Regions from separate parts of the Rattus norvegicus genome. Here region 1 is linked to region 2. The links are chromatin contacts, called in public Hi-C maps. All regions are on one chromosome and are shown on one strand. The core of a region is the stretch at or near the end of the contact, and the rest is flanking DNA. Distances in the headings are between cores, read along the strand shown. Region 1 holds the start of Spry2 (sprouty RTK signaling antagonist 2). Region 2 holds the start of Rbm26 (RNA binding motif protein 26).

Region 1 (7,320 bases), core at 3,130-5,629, 730 kb after region 2:
CTCTATGAACAGTGCCACGATTACAACTGTTTAGTAGGTTGTGTATGTGTGTTAAAAAGAAGGGGGTGGGGGTGGGGCAACAATCCTCATTACTGCAGTATTCCTGATTAATAACGCTATGTCGGCTTTTCAAAGTTCCTTGGGGGGACAGTGGGAACTTTGCAGCAAACTGTATTTGAGTTTTTACAACGACATCCAGGCCTGTTCACTCGGTCATAACACCCCTGGCACAATTTAAGGCAACCCTTGGCTGGAAGGTAACACCATAAACAAGGCAGAAAGAGGGACATGACACCCATCGCTGACCATCGCGTACAACAGTGAGACTGGCTGCAAGAACACGGGTTGTCAGCACAATTGTCCTCGTCGTCATTGGAGCAGTGATAGAAGAGACCTTTCACACAGCACACACAAGTCCCATAGTCAATGACGTTCTGGGCTGAGCAAAGGCACTGCTTGTCACAGATCCAGTCCGATGGCAGGGGCCTCGGGTAGGTGCACTCCTTACACTTGCACTTGCCACAGTCCTCACACCTGTATGCATGCAGACCCAAATCGTCTCTGCTCAGTGGCTTAAGCTCACCGGATTTGAGCTCAGATTTAGGCTGCACTCGGATTATCCCATCAACAGCAGGCCCAGGGGAGAAGGATGATCCTAACAGTCTCTGTTCCGAAGAGCTGCTGCTGGTACTTGTCCTTGTACTGCTCCGAGACCCTGAGCTGACGGTGCTGACGGACCTGGACAGAGCGGCCCGGGAAGAATGGACCTGCGTGGGCTGGAGCCTGGGAGGCTGGCGGTGCTCGGGCAGACCGTGGAGTCTTTCATGTTTGTGCTGGGTGGAGGGGCGAGGAGCAGGCTTGAGCCCAGGTCTTGGGACCACAGTAGGCCCCTCTGTGTACTCATTGGTGTTTCGGATGGCTCTGATCTGATCCAGAGACAAGACATGTACCTGCTGGGTAAGGGCATCTCTGGGGTCCGGCTCCCCACGCTGCCTGCCACTGTCATGGGGTGACTGCAGCAAAGGCTGCGACCCGCTGCCGCTCTGAGCTCTGGCCTCCATCAGATCTTGGCGGTGTGTTCACTCCAGCAGGCTTAGAACACATCTGAACTCCTGGGGAAACCAAGAGGAAAGAAAATGGTTTACACTCTAAGACTTCCCATTCTCCACCCACCGGACTTGACTCTTCACTTCCCACAACCTCTGGAGAAATAGGACTGGATAGGCGCTGGTAGTGGCGAGTAGAACAGCCGACCGATCAAGGTACGTTCTCAAAAGTGAAAATGATGGCTAGGCACTGACAGTCCTGTAATCTTAGGAAGGGCAGAGACCATCAATCCACTGGATCCTTTACTCAAATAAACAGGCAATTTAAAGAGCTTGGGTTCAGTGTAAAAAATTGGAAATCGACACTGGAGCATGCCTAACAGTGCTACCAACAATTTCAGAGACATACCTTGCAGATTTTGAAACGGGTTTGTCTGACATGATCATTTTTACATTAAACACTAATAAGTACCGATTAAATTGGGTTTTTACATCACCCTTGCACTATGAGTAATAATCACTGTCTCTTCCCAATCTCCTAGGACGACTAGGACATAAAAAGTACATTTCAAGGGCAATTAAGGTGAAATTTTAAATAAGCATGTTAGCACAAAGTTATATAATTAAAATAAATCATTTCGGATCCCACTAGGTAGCACAGGAAAACAAACTCATATAAGACCACAACTCGTGAACCAAACATCCTACAAGACCCAAAGCCTATGCATGCCTTAGGTTCTGAACCACAAGTCATTCTCTTGTTTTACAAATAAAGCATGCAAAAAATAAATTATTTCCTCGTGTTGAAAAATACCCGAGAGCACCAAGCAAGTAGCAGCAACAAGAAAAGTTTTAGAAATCTGAAGTGTTACAGTGGAAACCTATGATCTTGTCAAGTGAACTTAAAAATTACAGTCATGCTTCGGTCTAGGAAGTACCATCCCATCCCCTCACCCGAGTCCACATGAAAATACAAAGGGAAAGATGCAAAACCGGATTTTTAATCCAACCTCTGCTTTTTGGAAAAGGACAGCGAACAAGGCAGGTGACAAACCAGGCAGAGCTGAAAACCGGATCTGCTCACCTCCAACAGCAAGGTACACAAGGCTGTTCTTCGCTTTCAACCCAACCCGTTTATCGGCTCTATCAGCGCCCCCACACAGTCCCCAGCAGGTGGGACTCAGCCAGAACCCCGGGGGACTTTTCTCCAAGCCGACTGATGCGGTCCAAGGGCCAGACCGGCCCCTCCCGTGTACAATCCGCAGAAGCTCAGGCAGGCAGGGGGCGCGGGCGCCTCCGAAGGGGACGTGTCATGCAAGGCACGAGCACACTTCCCCCTCCTCCACCCCCGCGGCTAAAATTTCCCCCAACCCAAGAGGAACTGCCATCCAGCCCCAAGAGGGGGAGCCACTCTTAACACGCCCACCCCCGCTGCAAGGTCACCACAAGGTGTTTCAGCGAAGGCCCTCAAAACGCCTGTCCTCACAAGTTTCCAAATCCGACGCCCTGAGGAAGAGAGCCTGGCTCAGGACGCACAGCTTGCACGGAGGTCTTATAGACCCACGCTCCCAGGGCGACTCCACGGTGCAATGACCGGAGCGGGCACTGTCTGCAATCTGCACACGCCTACCTCTTTTTAGATCAGGAATAAGACATGATTCTTAAAACGAAAGAAAAATAGCTTTATCCAGAGCCAGACTGCACACGCCAGGCATGCAGAACTCTGAGCCCCCGGACTGGAAACTTTCCGTGAGGACCTGATTGCTAGGGAAAGTAGCATCTTCGGAAGAAAAAAAAAGTGATTTCTACAGATCCCTGGCCGCCTCCATCGCAGGCGCCCCCCTTCCACCCTTCTGCGCTCTCCCAGTTCCTCTCCCTCCCCCTTTGAGAGTGCTTTGAAACCCCCATTAAGAACAGTGTGTGATCAGACTAAGGATTAGGGGGAAAGGACTTCAGCACTAGGGTGGGGCAAACCGACACAGAAACCCCTTTGTAAAAAAGGCGTTAAGACTCCAAATCTTAAAAACAGTAACACAAAAGAGGGAGGGGGGAACTAGCCTTTTTATTTTGCCACCTACTTTCAGGTAATGGAAACCGACCGCGACCACTTGATAACTCTCTTCCTGTCTAGGTCAGCCTAAGTGTCCAAATATATTTAAAAAAAAAAAAAAGCGTGACCTAGGCCGACCACGAAGAACGGAAAAAAAGAGAAAGCTGCACTTCCGAACCGCAGAGACGCGGCGCCAGGCTGGGCGACGCTCCCACCCGCACCGGGCTAGACTGTCCACACCGGGCAGAGGCGGGGACTCCCTCCGCTTGGCACTCTACCCTCTGCTCGCCCGCCGGGCTTCGGCCCCGGTGAGGTGGAGAGGTGAGAAGCCCAGTACCCCAACCCCACAGGCGCCCCCGCCGCAGGCTAGCTCTCCTATAACTTAGCCTCCACCGAATGGAAGAACAGGTTAGCAATGCCAGAGCCTGCAACAGCGACCTGGAAAACACAAAGTGTTTTCCCTCCCTCTAAGGCTCTCGGCGACTGAATCGTCGCCAATGCAGGGGTAGGAGTAGAACGCAGTGAAGCGGTCCAACGCCCCAAACCCCGCAAGAGAGTGAGCTGTCGCGGGACGGGGGACACTGCACCGGCGCACCCTGTAGCCCGGCCGTGGCCGAACCCCTGTTCTAGGCGAAGCAGATCCGCGGGATAGCTTCCTGATCCTCCCGGGAAGCCTGCGGGTTTAGGGGGAGAGAGGAACCCGGACCCCACTCCCGGCCGGCTGTGGTTCCAGAAGGGGAAAAGCCAAATGCTCCTCACCGTGATCGCGGCTTTGCACCAACCCCTCTCCCTTGGATTCTCTTCTTCCAGCGATGTGCAAATAAATCCAGTCCCGATGCAAACTTTTTCCTTCTCTCCAAACTCTGCTTCAGTCCAACTTCCAAGCAGTCGGTGGGAGGATTAAAACCACGGGAAAATTTGGAAGCCAAATCCTCCACCGTTGGAACCCTCCCGGATTCCGAGCTAGAGAGATGACCTCCGTTCCAGAAGCGCACGCGGAGTATTTCCTCTGCCTTTTTTTTTTCTTTCCCTTTTTTTTTCTCAATGAACAAGAGGCCGAAGCGCCAACGTTGGCGAGTCTCTCTTTTTTTTTTCCTGGTCGATGAGAGAAAGCGAGGCGAGCACGGCCTTACAAAGAACCTAAGGCCAGCTCGCCAAGTCCTGGGGGCCCGGGGCTGCTTCCGAGCGGAGGCAGGCGCGGGGCCGCGGGCCGGGCCGGGCGCGCGCGGGGGCCTGGGCGCTGCGCGCTCCGCCGGCCCCTCTCCTCCGCTGGCGCTGCGGCGCGCAGCTCTCGCTCGTGCAGACTGGGCGTTGCGGAGGCGCGGCGGCGAAGCCGAGGCGGGGGTGGGGGTGCGGAGGGGGAGGAGGAGGCGGCGGGGGAGGAGGGTCTGGGGCCCGGCCGGGGATGGGGGGCGGGCGGGGGGGCGCCGCTGGCCTGCGCCCTCGCCTTTCCGGAGGAGGCAGGGAGCTTTGCAGCGGCCGCGGCAGCAGTAAATGGCGTCATGTGGATCCGAGGCGGAACAGAGCAGTTGTTGTCCCAGAGGATATATCGCATCCGGTCCCAGCTCATTGGCTCCGCGGGGCTACATTCACTCGCACTCCAGCGCCCGCCAGCGCTCCGAGCCGCAGGAGGCATTCAAAAGGGCAACCGCGCCGCCCCGCGCGTCCCCAGTCGCTCCTGCAGCCCGGGCGCCGTCACGCGGGGCCGCGCTGGCCGCCGCGAGGTCAGTTTATCTAGTTTCAAGGAAACACTGACCTTAAGGGTTTCCCCCCCAGAGGCCACGAGCCGCGGGCTGGGGCTCACTTAGGGAACTTTCTTCCTCGCCGCCGGGAGAGGAGAAGGAGGGACGTTGCAAACTAACCCGGCCGCACAGCCTTAGCGTGGAAAGCCGAGCTGCAGCTTTTTGGATTCGATTTGGAATCCATTTCGGTTCTACCTCTTCTCTCCTGTGTTTCCCCCACCCCACCCCCCACCGATGCCCAGGGGGCGAAGAGGGTGGGGGTGGGAGCAGGAGGGGGAGGGAAAGGGGAGCGGGAAGTGAGGTGGGAGGGCTATTGGTTTATTCTTTGTCTACTGGATTAACCCGATTATACACCGGGCACCAGCACAGCCCGCCTCCCCCACCTCCGAGCCTTGTACGGGAGGAACGGAATGTAGATTCGGGTTTCAAGTCCCTTCTGCTCTGACTGGGATTGGCTTTTGATTGTGTGTGGACTTGTAGTTTGTTAGAATTTCATTTTTAAGAGGGGTTATCTATAGATGGAGGCCTTTTGAAGATTTTTTTTGTATTGTTTTGCTCGATGCAAAAAACCTTTTAAATTAATTCTGTAATACCCACGCGATTACTCAGGGCGACATCATGGACTTCCGAAATGGGGGGGGGGTCTGTTTCCCTACAGAAGTCCTCCTTCGCGAAACCATAAATAAAAAGAGCGTCATCTTTCAAATCCCACTATCTGTCACCTAGAACATTCTCATATATGTTCCTCCTGTTCTTGTTGGAAGCGGACTATAGTTAACTATTTAAAATACAGAAAATACATACGCTCTGGCCGTGGCTGGACTAAGGTGCCTGCACGTGGAAGCACGCGGGGAGCGGGGTGGGGGTCACTGAAATGTATCCACACGCTAGTGTTGCAATTTTAGCTGAGAATTTAATTTTTTTTTAAAACCGGAAAGTACCTGCTGTAAGGTCAAACTTCCCACACAGCACCTGCGACCTTGCACCATGCGAGGTTAGAGCTCCTAAAAACGTGGAGTTTGATTTCTCTCGCTCCAGCCCTCACCTGTTCGCTGCCACCCTGTTCTCTTAGCTGACTTCTGGCGACGTATCTCTCTACTTTGTCCCTGGCACCCCATTTGCCTCGTTTGCGCGCTCTCCCTGCCCTCTCGGTGTTTCTCCACGACTCTTCTCCTTCGCCTGGGGTTTGGAACTAGAGATGGCAGGGGAAGTGGCATGCGTTATTTCCGGGCGCTGGCCTACGTCCCCTCACCCCACGCCTGAGGGTGGAAGAGGCTCGATCGGCCGGCTCCGTCGCGTCCCAGACAGTCTGGGATCAGGACAGCTGGGCCTCTCCGGCCACCGCGGCTCGTGCGGCGTCGGAATCCGTGGAGTCTTCAGCAGGCGAGCGAGCGCGGGCGCCGCTGCGCTTCCCGAAGGAGCCGCCAGGGGGCGAGCGCCAGGCGCGGGGCTCGAGCTGCTTTCTTCTGTGGCACTCAGTACGTGCTGGAGGGGTTCCTTTCGAAGAAGTGGGTTGGCCGGCTTCGGGATTTTAAGGTGTCTAGTATAAACGCTACGACAGGTGGCATTTCTTGCCACCCCCTTACCACCTCTCTTTGAGATTGATCTGGTTCGATTACGAGGACCCTCAAGTTTTTCACCCAGGAGCTAGGAGGTCAAAGGCAGGCTGTGGGAAGCACGTCAGGAAGGAATTGCTGGTGTGTGACTAGCAAGCATCTGAAAGCAGAGTTAGCAAGGGAAACACCCCCACCCCACCCCACCCACACCCTTACACCCGGTGGCCGCTCCTTGGGAGACTTTTGCCCCATGTCATTTCCTCCAGCACTGCAGGATCTCTGCCAACAGGTCATTAGGAATCAAAGCATAAAATAGAATTTAAATCAGGAACTTCCGGATGCTTGGGGAAGAATGTAAGAATTCATATTTGTCTTTCATAAATTAGAAAGGATTTTAGGTAATAATCGACTGTTTTTCATCTCCCATAATCCTCACACTCGGAAAACATTTTACCTGTAACTTAAGAGCAAAGTAAATGCAAGAATCTGTTGGATTCTTTTAAATTATTCCTTAGGCTTTATCTTGGTGCATTATTGTTTTTCAGCCAGTGACATGTATAAGCTACCATATTGTGCTTCCAAAGACTACTGTTAAAATATAAAAGACGAATTGTATTTGTGCATACATTGTATATGCACAGTGAGGTGTTTCATGAAAGCACTGTGCCTCCAAATCAAGTTATACTCACAAATTAAAGCTGGAGTAGCGCTCAGACAAACATCCAGAGAAAGCTCACTTTCAGATGTGCTGCAGAATGTTCTAGAAGGAGAACTCTGCCATAAGCAGAGACTTTACCACTTGTCAAGCACTGTAAAGCAAAGCAAAAACAAGCCCAAGGGACTTAATGTCGCAATGATACTCACCTCCAGGTTCCCAGGATTCGTCAAGTAATAAACTTACATTGAGCAGAATCTGCTGTGTACAG
Region 2 (6,967 bases), core at 547-3,046:
TCAGACCTGCATGTGAAGTGCATGTGCTTCCTTCCATCTCCACCATCATCCAACACACTATCAGTCTCAGCCCGCCATCCCGGCAAAGGAGCTCCTTCACTTAACTCTTACCACTTAAGTCTACACAAAACACCCTTATTTGAAGTTAAATCAGTCCTGGCCTGCTTTAAATAACCTATTTTTCTAGTGTGTGTTAAATAAGATCTTGATTCCTGACCTGGAATATAGCTCCCCTATAGCCCCTGTCTACTAATTCCATGTCTTTCCCCTCTCTTCCCTACTCTTTCTCTCTTTTGAACAAACCACATCTATCAGGTCCTCTACTAGGTCTTTCATTCTGAAAACACGGCCTTCCTCAGACACAGAAGATCCTTTTTCCTCTTTAAGTTTTATTAACCATTTCTTGCTCAGACAGCTTCACTGACCAATAACCCTGAAGCAGCAGGCCCCATCCAAACCGAGTTTACATAGTCCTATACTATCATAATGGTCATAACTGGGCATAGCTCAAAGTGTATCTTATTGCAGCTTATTAACCTGAGAGAATTTTAAAGTCCTGTCCCAAGGCTTCCCACAGTACACGGTAAAAACTTAATGCATGCATTTAAGTAAGTGAATTATCTGCCACTGCACCTTAAGTTGCTATTGTAAATCAACGATGCAGAAATTGTATCTATGACGCATTTTGCATTAAATAAATCCATAATTTTTTCCTAAAATTTTTCAACATTCCAACAGTCGCACAAACTACTGAATTCCTCCTGAAACTGCTAACTATTCCATATGGATAGAGATTTAGGGTTTTTTTTTTTTCCTTCTCCAAATTAGTAGGGTGTAAGTAGGGGGTTTACTGGATTTAGCACCTGTTACATCTTCAATCAATATGAGGTGCGTATGAGCCAGACACCACATGGAAGACGTGGCCTTTCTTTAAGGGACTGTAACTAAAACCTTAAACTCGAACTTCCCTAATCCCTAATTTAAAAAAATAAAAAGCCATTCACTTCGTTAAAAGAAACACTGTAAGATAATCTACGGCCAGGAGGATCAGCAAAGACTCCGATCTGGAGGGCCTCAGACAACACAGGTGTATGGGGAAGTTTAGTATCAGCCTCCATGTAACGGGGGAAAAGAAAGCAGGACACACCAGTTCAAAGACCCGTTCAACCATTAAAATAAAGCACAGTTCCCGCTTTGGCTATCTTGAACCCGGGCGCGAAGGTGGGAGAAGAGAGAAAACAGAGCCTTAGGACCCCTGTTCTGCGCTTCGGCCTCCACCGCAGGCATTCTGAGTAAAACTGCACCGATCCGTGCGTCCGCCAATCCACCACCGCCATCCCTGCAACAACAGCTCCCCGGGGTACTCACATGGGCTCGAGGGTCTTGCTGAGCCAGGATTTGAGCGCCTCGAAGTTTTCAATGATCATCTTAGAAACCATCCACCGCGGCCCCGAGGCCGGTCACACTCCTGCGCTCGCCCAGGTCGCCGCCGCCGCCGCCGCCGCCCCCTCCTCCGCGCGCCGTCCGCGTGGGCCGCGGTGGGAGGTGCCGGTGGCAAGTTCCCGCGAGCCGCGGTCGGCGAGCACCTCGGCGGGGCCGCCGCAGGCCACGCGCCCACCGGGTACCGGGAGCTTCCCCTCTGCGGACCCCGGCCCAGGCTGAGGCAGCAACCGTTTGCCGGGCCCTCCCCCCTGCCCCGCTCCCCAGTGAATCTTCCCGAAGGAGAGCCGAACGCGCTCAGACCCGGACTTTTCTCTCAGCTTTGGGATTAGGTGCTTGCTGGCAACGCGGCAGAGCAGAAGTGAAGAAAGCGAAAACGAAGGGCAGCTCAATGGGAACGGTTCGGGGGTCTTCCCGGCTTCCAGCACCCCCAAGAAGATGGCTGCCGATAAATCTCGCGAGAATTAATTGAAGTCTCGCGGTGCGTCCCAGAGCATGCCGGGAAGAGACGCAAATTCGGCCGAGTGTGCGCTGGGTAGAGACCGTAGCGTTTTTGTATATGCAAGGGTTGAGGCCTTAGTCCCTTTGATCGGCCTTCGTAGTGAATAACCACAAGCGCCGTCCTATTTCATAAGGACGGAATGGCCGCTGACTCCCAGACGGTGTCCTGCAAGATGGAAGAGCTCGTTGAGAAGACGGCCAGCACTTTTGGCAGGTTTCCTGCACCGTGCAACCTGCCTTAGCTTTCTCAGCACCCTCCAGTACCATATTCTGTGTGTGCTACCCGGTGCACACGATGGATAAACATAGACTGATCTAATCTGACACACTGAGACCTCCAGAGGATTAGTGTCCTTATCTCAAAGTACATGACATTTTGGTAAAGGTCTAATGACCTATGGATGCCCCCAAACCAGAATATGTAACCTTAATGATTTCCAACCTAGCTAAAACACAGTTTTGTTACATTTTAAATTCTGTTCATTTAGAAAAGATTCAACTTTTCTCCAAGAAATTACAATGTACCAAAGCAGAGCATTCAAACCAGCATCCTATGTATCATGAATGGTCCAACAAGTTGATTCTATTATATAATATTGTTAGGAGATGACCAAAGACTGGTAGGCAAGGGACTACAAGTAGAATGAAAAATAGTTCACAAATCTAAAGACTTGGTCACTGAACCATAAAGAAATTCTTGATGAGACTTTAGAATATGCTGGAGTGGAGTGTCCTTTAAGCGTTAACTAAAAAAAATTATAAAATTCAAAGCTAGATATTTGCTCTGAAATACAATATCATCAGTCAGAGGTTAATCAGATTCAAGCTAATGAATAATCAGGGTATCGATTAAGGGGATTTAGCTAACTGAAATACTGCAGATATGAAAAGACAAATATTTAGAATTTCATTTATAAAGGTTGCTAGAGTCCCAAGAGTGACAGAATACAGAATGGTGGTTGCCAGGAGCCAAAGAGAACAGGAGGCAGAGAGGAGGAATCTTGGGAATTATGTCTCAGTGATAGAGTTTCAGTTTGCAATAATAGTTCTGAGATGGATGGTGTTGGTGGCTGAACAGGTTGACTATAAATCTAATGCCAGGAAGTTGTACACATACAATTATTAAAATGGTAAACATTAGGTCACATATAGAGTGTATAAATAATATACTACTGAGAATCATGTTTCTGTTTAAAGGCACCATATCGAATATTGATGAATCAGTATTGAACTTGTGTTCACTGGCAGGTAACACATGTTTAAACAAAGCCCATTCATTCATGTATTTTTCTCTGTAAAATACATCAAAGCCTTATGTGTTGGGACCATAGAAAGCACTTCACTGTTGCATATGGAGAACAGAGACATTTTAAACAGTAAAATCACTAAGGGGGGAAAAAATCTCATAAATGAAGAAAATAAAACAGCAAATGGACCACAAAATGGGTACTTGTTTCCATTGTGAGAACTGAATAAAAGAATAAAGATATCCCCTTGTACTTCAGCTGAGAATTAAACACATCACTGGACTTGAATTTCTAACCACTCTGCGTATGGACACAGTGGACTGTAAAACCACCGCAAGTCTTGGGTTTGGGGGTTACAGCTATTCTAAAGAGTAAGAAAACTCACGAATATAGAATCCTCAAGTAGTAAGGGTTGGCTATATTCTGAAAGACAAAATGAAGCCTTCTAGGAAGTGTTCCCTCACCCCTGAGTGATAGCTGTCCTCCCTCCTTCCACAGCACAGTGCTTGTTGCTCCCAGTCTGCATCTCCTCAAGGGGCTCCCAGGCTTTCCTTGCTTAGCCGTTGTATTCAATCTGTAACACTTCATGACTTCATTTTCTTTCCTCGGAGTTAGAGATTTGACCACTGCAGTCATCAGTACTACTCAGAATAGACTAACTACGGCCAGCAGGAACATTTAAGTATTTGGCATGTTGTTACTTCACATTTTCCACATACATTGGTCTTTCCAGACCCCTTTACCGTTAATGTTCCTCCTCTTGCACAGAATAACATTCCTCATTGCTTGTGTTCCATTTCCTCACTGACAGCCTAGACAATGGCTTGACTTAGTCTTTCAGTTTCTAAACATAGAAGTTAAAATTTTCTTTCAGTTTTCTAATCTTCCTCATCCCCAAATATGCCGGGTTAAATTCATTCCCTTTTATGATTCTTGACTTAGCATAATATCTGAAACAATAAAAAAAAAACTGTTTAAAGGCTAGCAGCTCCACTGGGAGTGGGAAAGAAGCATAAGAGAAACTGTTTCAGCTGGCTGTGGTAATGATACATTTTCTACAGACTTGTATCTTTTTGTGCTTTCTTCTCTCTCATTGCCGGGTCTTTCTGAGTCTTTCCACTACGCTGCCCCAGGGATCATTCTCCCTGGTGTGGTTAACTTCTGTTCTTTCAGCTCGCTCTCTCTTAGTTGATGAATACAGTCTTATCATGCTCAGTGGTTTCAGAGCAGTCCGAGTCCTTTTTATCTCTAGCTGCTGAGTTTGTTTTTCTCCACCCTGCCCCTCAGAAGTCTATCGTTTCCACGATGTGAGATATTATTACCATACATTATATTCCCATTTATACATAATTGGGTTATGACCTCCTTTTCAGTGAGTCTGTTTGTCCACGACTACTCCAGTACCGTGTTGATTTAGTTACTGTTGTGTTAATGCCTCTTCTCTATGCTGCTTTTTCAAATTAAACCTGGCTAAATAAGAACCTTTGACCTTCCAAACATTCAGACATCAGGCTTTCTGAAGCACAATAGAGAACGTAGAGCATTACAACACTGTGGACAGGAGGGCTCAAACATGGCTTCTTTAAGGACATACTTTTTTTTTTTTGATATTAGGAAAAGTGAACAGTTACAAAACTTAGCCATGTGAAACAAAATACAGACCAGAACATTTCAGGCTAGCTTGCGGAATGTTCCTGATACAAATAAAAAGCAAGATCTTTAAAAGCGTGTAGGAAGTGGGAAAGTGTAAAGTTGTGTGGAAAAGGAGAATGACTATGGTCAGTTTGGAGGTTAAAAAGGGTAACTAGTTTTCCTTGGACTAGGATATGGTGAGAAACTATTGAAGGCTTTTCAGTACCGCAGGGCAAATTACACTCATGAGACCACCTTGCCTACTGCTCAGCACTAACATTTGAGAATTTAAAAATAAATTCAGAAAACAGGCAAACTATTCTTTGGCATAAGAATACCAAAGTTTTTGTTTACCTAGAAATAATATCAAAGGCACATTAATAAAGAATATATTTTTCTTTTTCTTCTCAATTTCTTTTATTTTTATTTTTGATATTATAATTGACAAATTCCCCTTCCATTTCTTCCCTCCAACACCTCTTATATACCCCACCCTGCCTCCTTCAAATCCATGACTGAGTATTTTTACTAATTGCCATTGTACGTGTGTATGTGTGTGTGTTTCCTGTGGCAAGCATAAATAATGCAAAACACTTCAGCACTTGCTTGCTGATGATGTAAATTGGGATCAGAAGGCAGACTCTCATTTCCTGCTCTAAGCTGTGAGCTGCCTGGCTTGGGTACTGAGAACCTAACTTGTGCCCTCTGAAAAGCAAGGAGCAGTCTTAGCCATTGAGCCATCTCTCCAGCACCCACTGTATGTCTTAAATGCTTCAGTCCACCATGGTGAGTGGTTCATGCCAATAGCCCCAGCACATTGAAGGTCTTGGTTGCAAACATAGTGAGCTACGTAGTAAGCCTGTTTTTAGAAGAAAGAAAAAAATCCCTCAAAAAGGACAAAAGTTTTATTTCCAAAACAAAACCAAACACACAGTTCTAACTTGGGGATGACGTGGCAAGTAGCCATTTGCAGTCTGACACAAATCCCTGTCTAGGGACTCTCTGTCACATCCTTTTTTCCCTCTTTGTCAGCGAGTAGTTATGATGCAGTGCCTCCATGCCCAAGCCAAAAACAGTCTAAATAAGTAAATAAATAAATATTAAAGTGTGTTTTTGACCCTGTCCTCTCTTTTCCTTCCTTCCTTTCTAATTCAAACGGGTGGAATAATTAAATATTCTTTTGAAGTCAGTCCACCTCCACATGCTATTCATGGTTCCCATTAACCTTAAGACAGAACTGTCTGCTACAGAAGTAATGATGTAGAACCTAAAGGAAGGCTTTGGAAAGTCCAGGACATTATTTTGAAGACCAGAAGCTGAAGAAGAGGAAACAATAGCAGTGAGATAAACGATATTGGTATAATCCAATACCCCGATGAGGCACCGTCCATACTGTCATAGCTATCATCAGTGCATGCCCATGGAATACTTGTAATGGGGTGACATAGAGTCAACTGTTGTAAATGTTAACTTTATTATTTTTCCTTGTATATCAGCATCGTCTGTTAAAAATACAATCTGACAGCTGTGATATGATATTGGCAATGTTTAAACAGAACATTTGGCTCAAAGACATTGTACTACTGTTAGTTTCTTATTTTTTCTAAGTATGGTTATACGAAGTGATTGTTTTTAAGGAACCCAAAGGAAAGCACCCACAGGGTACCCAGTGGGGGTGGGGATGGTCATAACTAAGAGGCTTCCTCAGCCGTGAACCTCTCGTCAACTACAACACTGACCAGTGTATCCATGCAATAGTGGCAAGAGTGCTATGGGGGTAACCAGCTGTTTTCTGACTGAATTTAAGGCCAGATCCATAGCATGAAACATGTGCTTCCAATTGTAAATCTGGCCAAGAACTCTGGGTTAGGGCCTCTCACAGGTCCCAGGAGTGAACCTACCATGATTATTCTTGTCAGTGGGCATAATATCAAACTGCCCTCTAACTCTGTATCTTTATATCCAAAATTAATGCAGCTCTTAGACTCCATCAGAGAAATTTCTTTATGCAATAGATGGCAGCTAGTGTTGAAACTCAACCCATCAAAGGGCAGAGAAGGAAATAAGCGGTTGTGGCTTAACCACGATGGGTCATCTGTTATCTTTTTTTTAAATTGGATATTTTTTATTTACATTTCAAATGTTAT

Evidence for each region. A called contact is a pair of places that touch in the nucleus more often than the background predicts.
Region 1: a contact with region 2 is called in a Hi-C map of the A7r5 cell line, with 2.9 times the contacts expected there. The contact joins the promoter of Spry2 here to the promoter of Rbm26 in region 2. A contact is called at or near these places in 2 of 12 Hi-C or Micro-C datasets (the A7r5 cell line and mammary epithelial cells) and 1 of 1 datasets of contacts at active chromatin or transcription factors (oligodendrocytes).

The regions. Positions count from the first base shown.
Region 1 is chr15:89,107,547-89,114,866 of GRCr8, forward strand. Spry2 (sprouty RTK signaling antagonist 2) reads right to left here and starts at 4,380. Exons shown (of 2, transcript NM_001393836.1): 1 at 3,856-4,380; 2 at 1-1,112. The coding sequence starts at 1,061. The coding sequence ends at 117.
Region 2 is chr15:88,376,890-88,383,856 of GRCr8, forward strand. It overlaps Rbm26 (RNA binding motif protein 26), which reads right to left and starts at 1,797. Exons shown (of 21, transcript NM_001277160.1): 1 at 1,369-1,797. The coding sequence starts at 1,439. It also overlaps the pseudogene Rps11-ps8.